Regions from separate parts of the Mus musculus genome. Here region 1 is linked to region 2. Evidence: chromatin contacts called from public promoter capture Hi-C data. All regions are on one chromosome and are shown on one strand. The core of a region is the stretch at or near the end of the contact, and the rest is flanking DNA. Distances in the headings are between cores, read along the strand shown.

What was found. Promoter capture Hi-C pulls out the DNA fragments that hold promoters and counts their contacts.
Region 1: a promoter capture Hi-C map of the 3T3-L1 cell line shows a contact between it and region 2, with 4 times the contacts expected there. The contact joins the promoter of Fbxw2 here to the promoter of 9430024E24Rik in region 2. A contact is called at or near these places in 2 of 39 promoter capture datasets (the 3T3-L1 cell line and maxillary cranial neural crest).

Annotation. Positions count from the first base shown.
Region 1 is chr2:34,824,149-34,827,974 of GRCm38.p6, reverse strand. It overlaps Fbxw2 (F-box and WD-40 domain protein 2), which reads left to right and starts at 1,740. Exons shown (of 8, transcript NM_013890.4): 1 at 1,740-1,803; 2 at 1,905-2,013. It also overlaps a transcript of Gm34653 not described here.
Region 2 is chr2:33,717,264-33,720,867 of GRCm38.p6, reverse strand. It overlaps 9430024E24Rik (a long non-coding RNA gene), which reads left to right and starts at 1,918. Exons shown (of 2, transcript XR_374262.3): 1 at 1,918-2,233.

The DNA of each region.
Region 1 (3,826 bases), core at 491-2,990, 1.1 Mb before region 2:
GGAGGAAGGACAGAAGAAATAGAAAGCAAGAGAGGGCTGAAGAAGAAAAGTTTGTAACAACTGAGAAGGGAGACTGTGGGTCCTGCTCACCTCCCCAACCCGGAAAGGAGACCTTGAGCTCTTGATTATGCTACCTCTGCCTCTAAAGTGCTGGGAGTATGCACCCGGGCCACTATCTCTAGCTTGGTTGTCAAGTCTTTAAAGCCAAGATTCTCAGGGATTGTGGGCCAAGAGTTGCAACACTAGCAGGCGTTAAGGGCTAAGGAATTAGATCTACAGATCTAAGAGATCTAATTAGATCTAAGAGACCAGACACCCAAGGCTTGTATAAGAACTGTTAACTCCTTCTCCCTTTCCTCCTAGCATTTGCCCTTCTCGCCTTGTTGCTCTGGCGGCTGCTGTAAAACAAGGGAAAACAGGGCAGGTGAGATGGCTCAGTGGGTGAGAGCACTGACTGCTCTTCTGAAGGTCTTGAGTTCAAATCCCAGCAACCACACGGTAGCTCACAACCGCCTGTAATGAGACCTGACGCCCTCTTCTGGTGCGTCTGAAGACAGCTACAGTGTACTTATTTATAATAACAAATCTTTGGGACTGAGCGAGCGCCGGTCTCACATAGGGAGCGGGGTTGACCGGAGTGAGCAGAGGTCCTAAATTCAATTCCCATCATCCACATGAAGGCTCACAACTACAGCGTACTCATACGCATAAAATAAATAACTCTTAAAAAAAACCCTAGCCGGGCGTGGTGGCGCACGCCTTTAATCCCAGCACTCGGGAGGCAGAGGCAGGGGGATTTCTGAGTTCGAGGCCAACCTGGTCTACAAAGTGAGCTCCAGGACAGCCAGGGCTACACAGAGAAACCCTGTCTCGAAAACCCAAAAAAAAAAAAAAAAAAAAAAAAAAAACCCAAGGGAAACAAAAGCTTTAAATAGGAAAAACAAAAACAAACAAACCAAAAACTGGGCAATGATGGCGCACACCATTCATTAGTCCCAAGCTATTGGGAGAGGCAGGCAGATCTTTGAGTTCAAGACCAGCTTGGTCTACAGAGCGAGGTCCCGGTCAGCCAGAGTTACAGAAAAACCTTGTCCCATCAAACAGACAGGCAAAGCTTTCACACAGCAGCATTTATAGAGCTTCTTGCTTACCACTTCTATCTGGGGGGACTAAAGGCTTCACGCTAGTTAGCTGATATGTAACAAGCGCTTCGGAGAACAGCTGTCTCCGTGGCTAAGTGGCCACGTTTGGACAGCGTGCATGTATGTCCTGGGATTCGAGCTTAACCCAGCCCCTACCCAACTCCCTTACCATGTTTTGTCCTTGCTTCCTGCAGTATACTTTGTTATTTGTCCTGTCTTCCTCCTACGACTAGACATAGACCTCGCGCAGTTAGGGATTTGTTCAGCTGTGTCAGAATCGTGTTTGGGAGGTGCCAGGTGTCAATGGGCTGTTTGAATATCGTCACATGTGGATTTGGAGCCTTAGCCCTTTCTCTCCTGTGAAATATTACCCTAACTTGGTTAAAAAAAAAAAGTAGATGAGGAAAATAAACATTGTGCAAATCTAGAGGTCCACCTTGCTCAGGATCATAAGGTGTAAGCGCAGACGGTGGTACAGCACATGTTCGGCCCTTTTCCACAGTCGGGGCCATTCTTTCCCAGGTACTTGGAGGGCAGAGACGGAAGTAGAGCCGCTTCCGCCCGACGCTGGGCGCCGGAATGGCGCGCGGAGATGACGCAGCAGCACCGGAAGCCGCTCCCCTGTGAGGCTGCGGACCCAGAGCAGCGGCCGTAGGTCCAGGTCTGTATTTGCGATTGGCCGGGCCGGGCTGGACAGGAATCCCCAGCGCCCGCGGCGTTACTGACCCGCCGCCCCGGCCTGTTTTCTCCCTTTCCCCGCAGGCGCCATGGCTGTGGAGCGGACCCGGCCGCTGCGACGCTCTGGCGGCCCGAGCGCGCCTAGTCGGTGTGAGCCCGGCGCGAGGTCCCGGGCCCCGGGGCGCTCGCTCAGGTCAGTGCCGCGCGGAACACGGCTCCAGGAGCAGGGGACCAAGGGAGTCACGAACGGGCTGAGAGACTCGGAGTTAATTTTAGACAGGAAAATTAGAGCTAAGAGTTCCTGCCTTCTGGTGCTTCGGTTTTTCCTAGCCGCGAAACGAGTTAACATTGATGCCCCAAGGCTAGCACTTTAATTAATTAAAGATGATGAAATGTGGACAGGTGGTTTATAAAATGCAGAACGTAGTAGTATGTGTAGGAAGGCACCATGCTTGTGTGTATGCCTTGAAAACAGGTGTGTATTTGAGATGATGCTTCTTTTTAAAAGGGGAGAAATGACAGTATTAGTACTACATTATAACAGTAACTGGCATTTATTGTAGGCTTATAGTGTGCCAGATACTGTACAGAACGCTGTTTAACCCTAACAATCTTGTAGGTAAAACAGTACCAGGCGACAGTTTACAAGTGAGGAAATTTGGCTTGAAACACAAGAAATGATTTGCCCATGGTTACCCAACAAGTGAAATTTCAGAGCCCGTGTTTTATAAACATTATTTGTATTCTTTCAAAGGTTTAAAAGATTAGTCTCTAAATTAATGGCTTTTAGGCCAAGGGTGGTTGTGGACTCCAGCAGTCCCAGCACTCCAGTCTTGTGAATTGTGAGACCAGTCTGGGCTTCACTGCAAAAGCCTGTCTCAAAAAACAAAATAAAACAAAAAGCAAAACAAAAAGGAACAGTAAAAACAATTTTCTAAATATCACAAGCAAAAGGAGGAAAAGATCTTTACAATAGTGTAGTCACATGGTTTTAAATACAAAAAGATGTTTTGTTAAAAGGGACTTCATCCCTTTTCTTTCCAGTTCTCTCTTGAAGCAATATTTAATCAGCTTCCTCAATATTCACAGAATACTTTTCTGTACACATAATCCTCTGTGTAGACCAGACTGGCCTCAAACTCACAGAGCCTGCTTCTGCCTCCGAGGGCTGGGATTAAAGGCATGTATCACCACGCCTGGCCTACCTTTTAACTGGTTGTGAAAGGGGAGGCAAGGAGACAACCTTCCCAACAACAATGAGTATTTATTTTTTGTTCTTTAAAAAAATGATTTTTAGTGTGTCTATATGTCTGTGTCTATGTAGGATGTTGGAGGGAGCATGTATATGCCAGTGTGTGCGTGCGTGGTTTTGCATACAGCTTTATGGAGTCAGTTTTCTCCCCCCAAATTTACGTGGGTTTTGGGTATCCAACCCAGGTCATCAGGCTTTTCAGTAAGCACTTCATCTCACAGGCCTGAAGCCTTGATTCCTTACCTGCATAGGTTATGCAGACTAGAAGGAGGGAAAACATTGAGTTTACACCCATAATGCCTTGCCTGTAGAAGATGCAGGTGGAGATTGGGTACTACTGAGCTGCTGCTCCTGTGTAACTCTGGTTGAGCCACCCTGCCTCTTGGGCCCTAGCCTCTTTGTTGGTAAGGGCAGTAGTATTGACTTCTTCTATGAACCATGTTAGAATCAAGCGTGATATTTTTAGGCGCTGCTTCAGTTATTAGGACCAACATAAATATAATTGCTTAGAAGCAGAAACCAAATTCATGCTCTCATCTCCCAATTTAGGAATGTTTATCATACTACACATTTCCTCAGAGCTTTGTGATTGTTTCTGTTGAGGACTGCAGAACAAGTTAAGTGTTTACATTGAGAAGGGTGAGAGGCACAAGATAGCAAGGGGGGTGTGCAGAAAGAAAAGAGCTAAGGAAGCAGTTAGCGGCTTAGATGTGCCGTATCACTGCAGCTTTTCTGATTCGCACACTGCTAAGTT
Region 2 (3,604 bases), core at 669-3,168:
CCTCAAGTAGCTGTGGGGTGGGTTTCTGATCCTTTCCTATAAAATGAGGACTATTCTAGCACTGGATAGCCTGGGTGAGGGCCCATTGCTCCCAGTCGGAACACACTAGATCTCTGGGCTAAGCACACATGGCCTGGTGCCAGCCCTCATGAGACCCCACGGGGATGCTTCTGACCTCACTTGCGCTACCATGAATCTAGGGCTCTCAGGACTTCTCACGCAGAAAGCCGAGCAACATGGGGCTTCTTTAACAGATGGAAGACAAATCTGCTGTCTGCATGCTGCTGACGTGCGTTTGGAAAGATGCCAGCCCACTGTGGAGTCCCCGTCCTCACTGCCCGAGAGTCCCACCCCTTGCCAGCAGGGCAGGGCTTGGATAAGTTAGATTCTTGATCCTCAGCTTCTGCATCAGTGAAATGAGTAGTTAACTGTCCTTGCTTTGAAAAGATGTTTAGAAGGTTAAGCAGACATGTCTCTGCTTTTTGGTTTCTACCTGTACATCCCCAAGTCTCAATTTACCCTGTTGGAAAATGGGCTCAGTAAAAGTCCTTCCAAGGTTTTTTATTTCCAGGGTATGGATAAACAAATAGCACACCACTTTAGACCTTTATGCCCTCAATAAATAGGACCGTTGGAAACCTCAGGCCTGTACCCCTAAGAGACTATGCCTGGAATCCCAGAGTCACATAAGGACCTGGATCCCCAAGTCTGAGAGCCGAAAAGCTAGCGCTTCTGGGTGACTTGACTCCTGTCCAGGTAAAAGGCATAGAGGCAAGACCACCCCCCTGGCTGGTCTTTGGGGTCCTCTCTGCTCCAGAGGCCAGGAGAAAACACTCAGCCTTTGACACCATCCAGAAAATAAAAATGTCCCAGGCTTCTAATCCTTTCCTTCAGCAACTCACAGGGCTCTGAAACACAGCCAAGACCCCGGACACAGTGTGAATATCCAAGCCAGCCTGGCGAGCGCCTGCAAAGCTAGCCTGGAGGCACCATGCCTCCAAGCAGTGGTCTTGATTGGACCCAGCCTCGCCGGGTCCATACATGGAACCCTGGCCTGACTGTTCTGCATCATCACTTGCCTCCTGGAGCCCAGCCTGTGGGGCACCCCAGGAACCTGACTGCCTTCCCAGATAGGGCTGATCCCTGCCCCCACTCCCTCCCACCCCCAGAAAAATATTTGGAATATGGTCTTTGACTGGAGTGAGATTAATCCCCCTTCCCTGACAGTGTCTCTGGGCACGTGTTTTTATAACCTCCCTTTCAAACGAGAACCATTTGTCGTTGGGAGGCTGAGGAGGCCCTGCCCGGCCTGCTGGCCCAGGCATCACCAGCACCTGATTGAATGTCACCGGCAGTGCAAGGGGGCAGGGCTGGGGTGAGGGCAGCATGTCCCTTGTTGGTCCCTGCCCTAGCCATTGACAGAAGATTATGCGGTCTAGTCCTGACTTCTTCCTGATCACAATATGCTCTTCAGTTGGTCACTTTGCCTCTCTGAACCTCACTTTCCTTGCCTGACAAATGGGCGAGGTGGTGGCCCACACACCCCGAGGGATGTGCCCAGGCCTACTTTGGGAAATTGTAGATTCTCAATGTTTAATAAAGCAATTGAACACAGTCTTAGCTCCTGGTAGAAGGGCAAAGTGCTCTGGCTAGAACCTTCCAGGGGCTGCAAAAAAAAAAAAAAAAACAAAAACAAAAATCAAACAGTATGGCTTGAGTCTAGTTCTACTTCCAGACTCACCACGAGAGGTGGCCCTACAAGAAAGAAAGCAGAGGGCTTTAATGTACAGAGAAGGCTGAGTTTATAGGTGTAAGCATGCAGGCTCTTTAATTAACTCTGAGCCCTTGGTCTGTGGCCTCCTCTCTCAGCATAGCCCTCCTCCTCCCCCACAACCCCAGGTCCTGTTTGAAGTTTGCAAAAAAAAAAAAAAAGAAAGAAAAAAGAAACCCTTCACACCATCCCTCCTTGCTGAAGCTAGCTACAGACCCTCAGGGCTCAGCTGGGAGGGATTTATTGGAGAATTTCAATCATGGGGTCTTGGCTCAAACTTGTTGCTTCCCTCAAAAAATCTGCCCAGAAGTTTGATTACATGTGGGATTGGGGCACGAGGGGCCAGTCTGATGATCTCGCAATTCAGAATTCCACCTGGGCCTCTGGGAGTGTTGCAGCCCCGAGAGGAAGAGAACAGGACACAGGACAGCCAGCGAGAGCGGGTTCTGACATGATGCGGAGGTACTGGGACTTGGTGGACTAAAGGAACTGCTTAGAACCTAGAGTTCTGCACTTGCTTAGGAAGTATGAAATACTAGATTCCAACCCTAGCATTGGGGGGCTGGGGGGGGAGATGAGAAGAGGAGAGGAGGAGGGTAGTTCCATCTTGGTCTTCTCCCACAACAGAGACAGGTCTGTACAGGTGCCTGAGTTCTGTATGACAGCTTCTTGCTGGTCCCTTGCTAGGGAAAGTGGGGGGAAAGGTCTGAGCTACATAATGAGACAACCGAACCTGGTGACATGCCGATCTTCCTAAGCTGCGGCTTGGCTCCCCCAAAGGCATTCCCTTCTCAGACTCGGAGCCCACGCCCTTCCACGGGAGCCCAGCCAAGATACAGCAGACAGGGAGCCCCTGAGTGCTCACTTTCTCCCCCTCTGGGCACGGTTGACTCTTTCCATTTCTCCGCAATGCCTCTGCAGTGATGGATAAGCTGTGGTCCCAAGAGATGCAGCCCAGGGGACCACAAACATCTTTTGGTTTCTCATGTCGGCCTCCCACTTCTTGCTTAATAAGTGTGGAAAGAGGCACAAACAGAAATTCCCTGGGCTTCCCATGACTAACGAGATGACCACATCAGGCGACAGTGCTTGGGCATAAAGGTCCCCAGAGCGAGGTGTCCGATTCCCTCCCAAGACGCTTCTCCAACTGCGCTTTGAAGCGGGAGCCCAGGGCCTCCAGCAGGCTCGGGTGGGCCAGTGGGGCTGAGCTCTGGGCCTCCCCTACCCCGTGACGCGCACAGATTGCCCCAGATAAAGGACCCTCGGCGGCTTCACCCAACTTCTGCTGAATCGTGCTTTTCAGAAACTCTTTTCACGTGTTTTCACTTCTCTGGCCTCTTTGTTGAAAGATGTAAAAATTTCAAACCACCACAAAGTAAACATTTCAAAACCCTCGCTTTTCAAAATCACTCACATTTAAAAAAAAAAAAAAAAAAAAAAAAAAAGGAAAGAAAGAAAGAAATCCCTTGAATTCCATCTCTGCTCCACCACTGCCACCCGAAACCTTTCTTTTGCAGAATGTGGAACTGGCGTGTTTTTCATTAATCTCGAAACAGCGCAGGTAACGCCGATGAGTCCGCTGGGTTTTACAGGCCGGAAGTAGCTTTGTTACTCGGTAGATAGATTAGATAAGTGGCTGTCTTGTCAGAATAAGCAGGTTTTCTTTATTACGGCACAATCCTAATGAACTCATCTGCTTCTAATATTTATAAAGAGAAGAGAGGCCATTAATTCTACTGCTTGTGAATAAAACCATCTGGGACCTCTCTCCATGTGATGGGTTTTGGTTTTAATATACATTTTTCACAAATAAGCGCAGAGATTTTTTTTTTC